Regions from separate parts of the Capra hircus genome. Here region 2 is linked to region 1. Evidence: chromatin contacts called from public Hi-C data. All regions are on one chromosome and are shown on one strand. The core of a region is the stretch at or near the end of the contact, and the rest is flanking DNA. Distances in the headings are between cores, read along the strand shown.

What was found. Hi-C and Micro-C count contacts between places; a contact is called where the count stands out from the background.
Region 2: a contact with region 1 is called in a Hi-C map of liver, with 4 times the contacts expected there. The contact joins the promoter of FLNB here to the enhancer-like site in region 1. A contact is called at or near these places in 2 of 5 Hi-C or Micro-C datasets (blood and liver).

What each region holds. Positions count from the first base shown.
Region 1 is chr22:43,138,353-43,141,622 of ARS1.2, forward strand. FLNB (filamin-B) reads right to left here. Exons shown (of 47, transcript XM_005695795.3): 7 at 3,118-3,270; 8 at 2,337-2,534. Among named protein-coding and RNA genes, the nearest start is that of FLNB, 74 kb to the right of the region's middle. Within about 2 kb of position 1,344, at least 3 of the 5 cell types and tissues checked have an H3K27ac peak or open chromatin away from gene starts, as enhancers often do.
Region 2 is chr22:43,212,134-43,215,410 of ARS1.2, forward strand. FLNB (filamin-B) reads right to left here and starts at 1,687. Exons shown (of 47, transcript XM_005695795.3): 1 at 1,258-1,687. The coding sequence starts at 1,549.

The sequences.
Region 1 (3,270 bases), core at 94-2,593:
ACAGCGTGAATTCGCTGGACTCCTGGTATTTGCTGAATCCTGGCATTTATCCTCTCGGTGGTAAAAGAGAGTTAAGACCTGGGATTGGACGTTGCTCAAACTTCACTGCCATACTCAAGGGTCCAGTAATTGGGAAGACTGGACTTTTTCAGGTCTACTTGGAAAATGTAGCACTTGAAAACATCTGACCTGGTTCCAAACTTTGGATCAGTGGTTTCTGAAAGTCTAAATGTTGTTCTCTTCCGCAGGAATAGCCAGAGGATGGTGCAAAAAAAGACCAGATCAACCCCACCTCGACCAAGGCAGACAAACATTTCAGTGCTATTACAAGGTCCTTGGAATGCAGGTGGCTACTCTATAATTAGGAGTAAACCCCACTCTCAATTTGCTTTCTGGGTCCAGTTAAAAAACCTAAAGTTGTATGTCTAGCGCAAAGGTAGCTTCTAACGTTCCTATATAAGAGGTTCACAAAACAATTCCATGGGGTTTGTCAAAGGTTGATAAAAGACATCAATGTGCCCTGGGACATTTTTGGTAACATGAGCAACCTTCTCATTAAATATATAAATGGGAGATTAACAGGTAAAATGTCAGGTTGTTCCTTTCCAAATCTGACACTGCATATTTGACAGGCTCCCTCTATACACTAGGGGGTCACAGACTCCAGAAGACAAGACTGTTCATCTCAAAATCATTTAAGTGGAGGAAGGGTCAGTACATCAACAGAAAAACTCTATTAAGTATTAACTAGTACAAGTGATAGATGGATATGCCAGAAATGAAAAAAGTAATCCATAAGCGAGAGGAAGTCAGAAAACATCATTAAAACTAGGAAAGCTGTTCAATATTCTTTCTTGCATTGTGTCAAATAAAGTTCTGCTTCTGAATACATTTATTTTTTTCCCCCTTTGTCGAGGGGAGAGAAGTTGGTCATACCAGAAATAAGTCACAACAGGATGACAGGACTTCCCTTGGAAGGCTTAAATGTATCTTTAAAAAAATAAAAGTCATGGAAATCCTGAGTATGGGCAAGAGTCTCAACATCAGCAGTTCATATAAACACTAAATGGAACTAAAAAGCTTGAAGGAAACCACCGGATTTTCCAGCATCTTGAGATGGCCTAGAGATGTGTAGATGTAATCAGAGAGTGAGTCTGGGGTCTGGCCAGACAGGTGGTGCTAACACCTGCACTGCAGTTTCCCACGGTCATGAAGAGCACAGGCCCGCTGGACACCGGAGGCAGCACAAAGACTGGCAGAGATGGCCCACCCAACCAGCCCTTACCCAGTGAGATGCCTCTGGCCCAGTGCTTTCGACTAGGAAGCCAACAGCTTCAGGCTCCAGGCTGGCCAAGAGGCCGGATTCAGAAGAGGAAGCCAGGTCTGCAGACGCAGATGCACAGAACAGAACAGGGAAAGGCAAGTACTGGTTAGAAAAGGCAGCAGAGTTGGGGGGGAAAAAAAGAGAGTAACTAAGTCAGAAGGAAAGAGTCTAACATTAGAGAGAAATGCATGCTTCTGGCTGCAGCAGGAGCTGACAGAGACCATGGTTCTATTCCTACTGACAGCTAGTCCAGCGGCCCCCAACCCTTTTGGGCACCAGGGAATAGTTCTGTGGAAGACAATTTTTCCATGGCCTGGGGTGGAGGCAAGTGGTTTGGAGATGATTCAAGCACAGTAGGGTTCATGCTCTTATGAGAAATCTAATGCTGCCGCTGCCCTGACAGGCGGAAAAACTCAGGCAGTAATGTGAGCAATGGAGAGCAGCTGTAAACACAGATGAAACTTTGCTCCCTGGCCTGCCGCTCACCTCCTGCTGTGCAGCCTGGTTCCAGGGGTTGGGGACCACTGGTTTAGTCCATACTCATACCTTATGACCCCTAAGCCTCAGTGTCTCAGATGCCCACTGGGAACAGCAATAGCCCCCGGGACACCGTGGCTGGTGTCACGACTAGCTGCCATCGTGCTCTCTGCCTGGCAGCCAGTAAAGGAAGCCACAGGGGACCTGCCACGTCACTGAACCTCAGCCACAGACACCCTCTCCTCATACAGCTTCCATCCTGCATCGCTCAGTGAGGATCATGAATCCTGGCAGAAGTGTTTTGGGGGCAGATTAAACAGGTTAATATAAGTAAAGCACTTAGGTCAGCATATAGGAAGCTATTCGTGTTAGTATCTTGAGGACAAAGTAGATACTAGTATTAATGTCTTGAGGATACTTCCTGCCAAAGGGGCCCTGGCAGCAAAATGACAAGTCTGAGTTCAGTGCTGGGCCCTGTCACGCACAGCCAGCCTCAATGCCAGAACCAGAGGCAGTCAGCTACTCCAGCACTCACCTTCGCCGACCTGCACAACGAAGGGACTCTTGGGGATGGTGTCCCCAGCAAAGGAAACCTTGACAACGTGGGGGCCAGGCTGCATTGGCTTGTACACACATCGATACACCTGGTTTCCTCTGTCTTCCACGAGCAACTCCACGGTGTTCTTCCCCTGGGGATCTTCCACCTCCACACCAATGTCACCCACACCAGCACCTAGGAGAGAGAGAACAGGCCATGAGTCCAAGTCGCCCTCTAGGAAGTTCCCTGCTGATGAGAGCGAAAGCAGGTATAAAATGCAAACCACAGGAGACAGAGAGGCATTCAGAAGGTGCATACCCAGACCTGTTTCCTAGCAGAAATAAGGAAGGTAGAGAAAGGAAAGTTGCTTATGGGGAGGAGGGTCATAACCAACTTTCATTTTCCCACAATCTCTATTTCCTAAAATTTCTATATTGAAAAGAAAGCTGAAAATTCAAGAATTGTGTTTTATTCATTCCTTTTCTTACCCCTCCTTCCCGCCGGACCTTGCATAGAATTTGGTCCAAGAGATGATTGTTAAACCTTAGTCTCTTTGGAGTATTTATTTAGTCAAGTCAGAAATTGATTATTAATAATCAAAGTTAAGATTGAGTATGAGATTTTAGAGAAGAAAAGCTGGTTTTGAAAAATCTCGAAATATAACCAACACATTTGAAAAAGCTAATTTTGTAGTTTTGTTGTTGATTCAAAAGACAAGAAGTCCAGCATCTCAGGTTTCTAAGGATTATCTCCAGCTCTGGAAGAGGAAAGGTGCTACCTGCTGTGTAGATGTCAAAATAGGTGGGCTTATTGGCGATGTTGCCGGCAGCTTCCAAGCCTGGGCCTTTCGCAGTGACTTTACTGGCGTCTCCCTGGGCCTTGTCGACATTCACCTCGAATGGGCTCTTGGAGATGTGCTGTCCTGCAAAGA
Region 2 (3,277 bases), core at 437-2,936, 74 kb after region 1:
AGAGACCTGAGGCAGCTCCTCACGGGCAAGAGGCTCACCTGGCAGATCGCACACACACTGTGTAGGTGCACACACATTCTCTGCACAGTGACATGCTCTCCACACACATGCTCTGTGTACATACACTCTGCACTCTAAGACACTCGCGCGGGCACACACACTCCACGCCTCTCGCCCCGATCCACACCCATCAGCCGCCTTGTGGCGCTTCCAGAAGCCCTCAACCAGCCGAGGTCACAGGCGGGACCTCACCCCAACTCTTCCTCCCGCGTTGCGGGTCGGGGGGAGGCGGGGGAGAGGAACCCAACACCAACTCCCTCCTCCCTCTCAGGAAGACCCTGGTGTGGGGAGGGCGGGGAGAGGAAAGCAAAGTCTCCTTTAATTGTCACCCACTTCCTTCAATTCTCAGCTGGACCCTCGCTAGCCTGAGCGAGCCCATTAACGCCCTGGCCCCGCCTCGTCTGCAACAGGGGTCTGACGGCGCCCCAGCTCGCAGGCTGCGCGAGGAGGGAGGTGACTGGGAAGGCTGTGGGCGCCCAGCGCGCACTAGCTGGGGCTCCTACAAGGCAGCGGTTACTGTGACCACCACCCATCTCCGAATGACACCTTCGGCGGCGACAGCGCAGCCAGAGCTGAGCTGGGAGCGAGGAAGACACACCCCCGCGGCTCCCCTTCCCACCTCGGGGCCCAAACCTCTTCCGGCGACCGCCAGGTCCCCGTCTCCACCTGGGCGGGAGGCCCCGGATTCGGAGAACAGTCCCTCCCGGGGCCTCCCCACCTGGCCTCCCAGCCAACGCCCATTCGGCGGCCGCGGGGCGCAGCGGGGCGAGCGCTCCGGGGAGCGCCGGACGAGGGCTCCACCCCCCAGGGACTGCGGACCTGAGGCTTCCAGTCCCCCGGCCCCCGCTGCGACGCCCCAGCTCCCGAGAAATGCCACAGCCCCGACTCTCCCCGTGCGGCCTCAACCCGAACCTTCAACCCACCGCCCCCAACAGGCGCACAGCCCCGGCGCACGGCGGGGAGCGAGCACACGAGGAGAGCGCCCAGGAGGATGGATCTCCCGAGGGGGCCTAGGTCCCCATTGTCCTCGCGCCCTCGGGGGACAACGTCCCCCGGCCCCGGAGCCCGCACGGAGCCCGCGGCTGCTCGGCGCGGTGGTGGTGGTGGGGCACCCGACGGGGAGCTTCAGCCTCCACAGGGGCGCACGCGCGGTGCAGGCTGGAGGGCGAGGGGTACCGGCCGGGCCAGGGCACTCACCGATGGACACGAGCTTGATGCTCTCGCGGTCCAGGAACTCGAGCGCCACGGACACGTTCTCCAGCTGCATCTGGCGGAAGGTGGGCCGCTGGTGGTACTTGCGGTACATGTGCTTCTGGCTGAGCACCTCCAGGAGCGCGATGAGCCGCAGCCCGTCGCTCAGGTCGGTCTGCAGGTTCCCTATGCGCTTGTTCACGCACTTAAGGTGCTCGTTGCACCAACGCGTGAAGGTGTTCTGCTGGATCTTCTTCCAGGGCGCGTCCTCCGCCAGGTCCTTCTCGGTTACCGGCATTCTGGCGGCGGGAAGAGCGCTATGCGCAGCGAGTTGCCGGGGACTGGCGTATGGAGGCCCAAGGGCCGCGGGGAGCGCAAAACCAAAGCGGAGCGGGAGCGGGGCTCGAACTCGCTGCTACCGGAGCCGCAGCTGGGGCTGCTCTGCGCCCGCCTGCCCGTGGCCGCGCGAGGCGTCTGGCCCCGCGCCTGCGCACTGAGTCGGCCCGCCCCTGAAGCTCCGCCCAGTCCCAACCCTCAGGAGGGCGCTCCCGGGCCACGCTCGCCCCCTGCCGCTCGAAGCGAGCATTACGGCCCGGGAACTCCCAAGTCCTCTGGGGTCCCCGCGCTCTGTGCTCACAGCCTCGGTGAAAGAAAGCTAGGCGGGAGATGTCCAGCTTCTCAAGGAGGTCACCCGGTTCCAGAGTGAGGGGACGTGCAGAGGTAGGAACCTGGACAGAATGGGCAGGGACGGTGGCATGGGTCACACGGGAGGGGTTTGCGGGGAGGGGTATTTCATCCACCTGCAGGTTCAATAAGTTTCAATAAAACCTTTTACTGAGCTATTGCTGTGTGCTAGGCTCTGTGTTAAGGACTTCCCTGTAGCTCAAACGGCAAAGAATCTGGTTGCGAGACAGGAGGCCAGAATTCGATCCCTGGGTTGGGAAGTCCCTCTGGAGAAGGGAATGGGAATCCACTCCAGTATTCTTGCCGGGAGAATTCCAGGGACAGAGAAGCCTGGCGGGTTACAGTCCACGGGTGCGCAGAGTCGGACGCGACTGAGCAACTAACACAGTCCACAGCCTCCGTGTTAGGCACTCGGAGCATCGGGAAGGAAATGGACATTAAAAAAAATAAATTTATTTGGCTGCCTCGGGTCTCAGTTGCGTCATGTGGGACCTTTCGTTGGCGCCCTCAGGCTCCAAAGCAGAGGCTCAGTAGTCGGGGCGCGCTGGCTTAGTCGCCAGGTGGAATGTGGGATCTTAGGTCCCGAACCAGGGATGGAGATTTGTCGCCTGCACTGGAAGGCGAATTCTTAACCACCGTAACCAGGAAAGTCCCTGAAATTGACATTTTCCTTCTCATATTAACTGAATACATATGAATTATAGTATTATCCTTCATAGTATTTATTGATTGCCTGCTAACTGAGGCCTATGAGCCTTCTTAGCACCTGCCAACAAATGGTAAATAAGACAAACTTATAATTTAACCTTGAGGAGTTCATAGACTAATGGAAGAAAAAAGTATAAATCAACTATCACAAACACCCTAATGGTGGTGGCAGAAATGAACCGTAATTTGCCATGTATATTAGTTCCTTAATGCTGCTGTAACAAACTACCAAAACTTTGTCTTTAAAACACACACACACACACACACACACACACACACACACTGTTATCTTGCTTTTTTGTAGTTTAGAGTCCCTCAGAGGGCTCACTGAGCTAAAATCAAGGTATTGGCAGGATCCATTCCCTTCTGGAGGCTTTAGGGAAGAACCCATTTCTTTGCCGTTTCCAGCTTCTAGAAGCTTCCCAAATTCCTTGGCGGAGGCTGCTTTCTTTGTCTTCAAAGCCAGCAACATCAGGCAGAGTCTTTCTCATGCTGTCTTCTCTCTGGTTCTTCATAGTCACATCTAATTCTTTAAGGACCCAGTTGGGAAGAGGGGTTGGGCAGGATGGAGAGATGTCAAGGGCTTCCAGCTCTGGGAGGAGCCCACAGATGTGTGGTTGAGGCATTACATAAC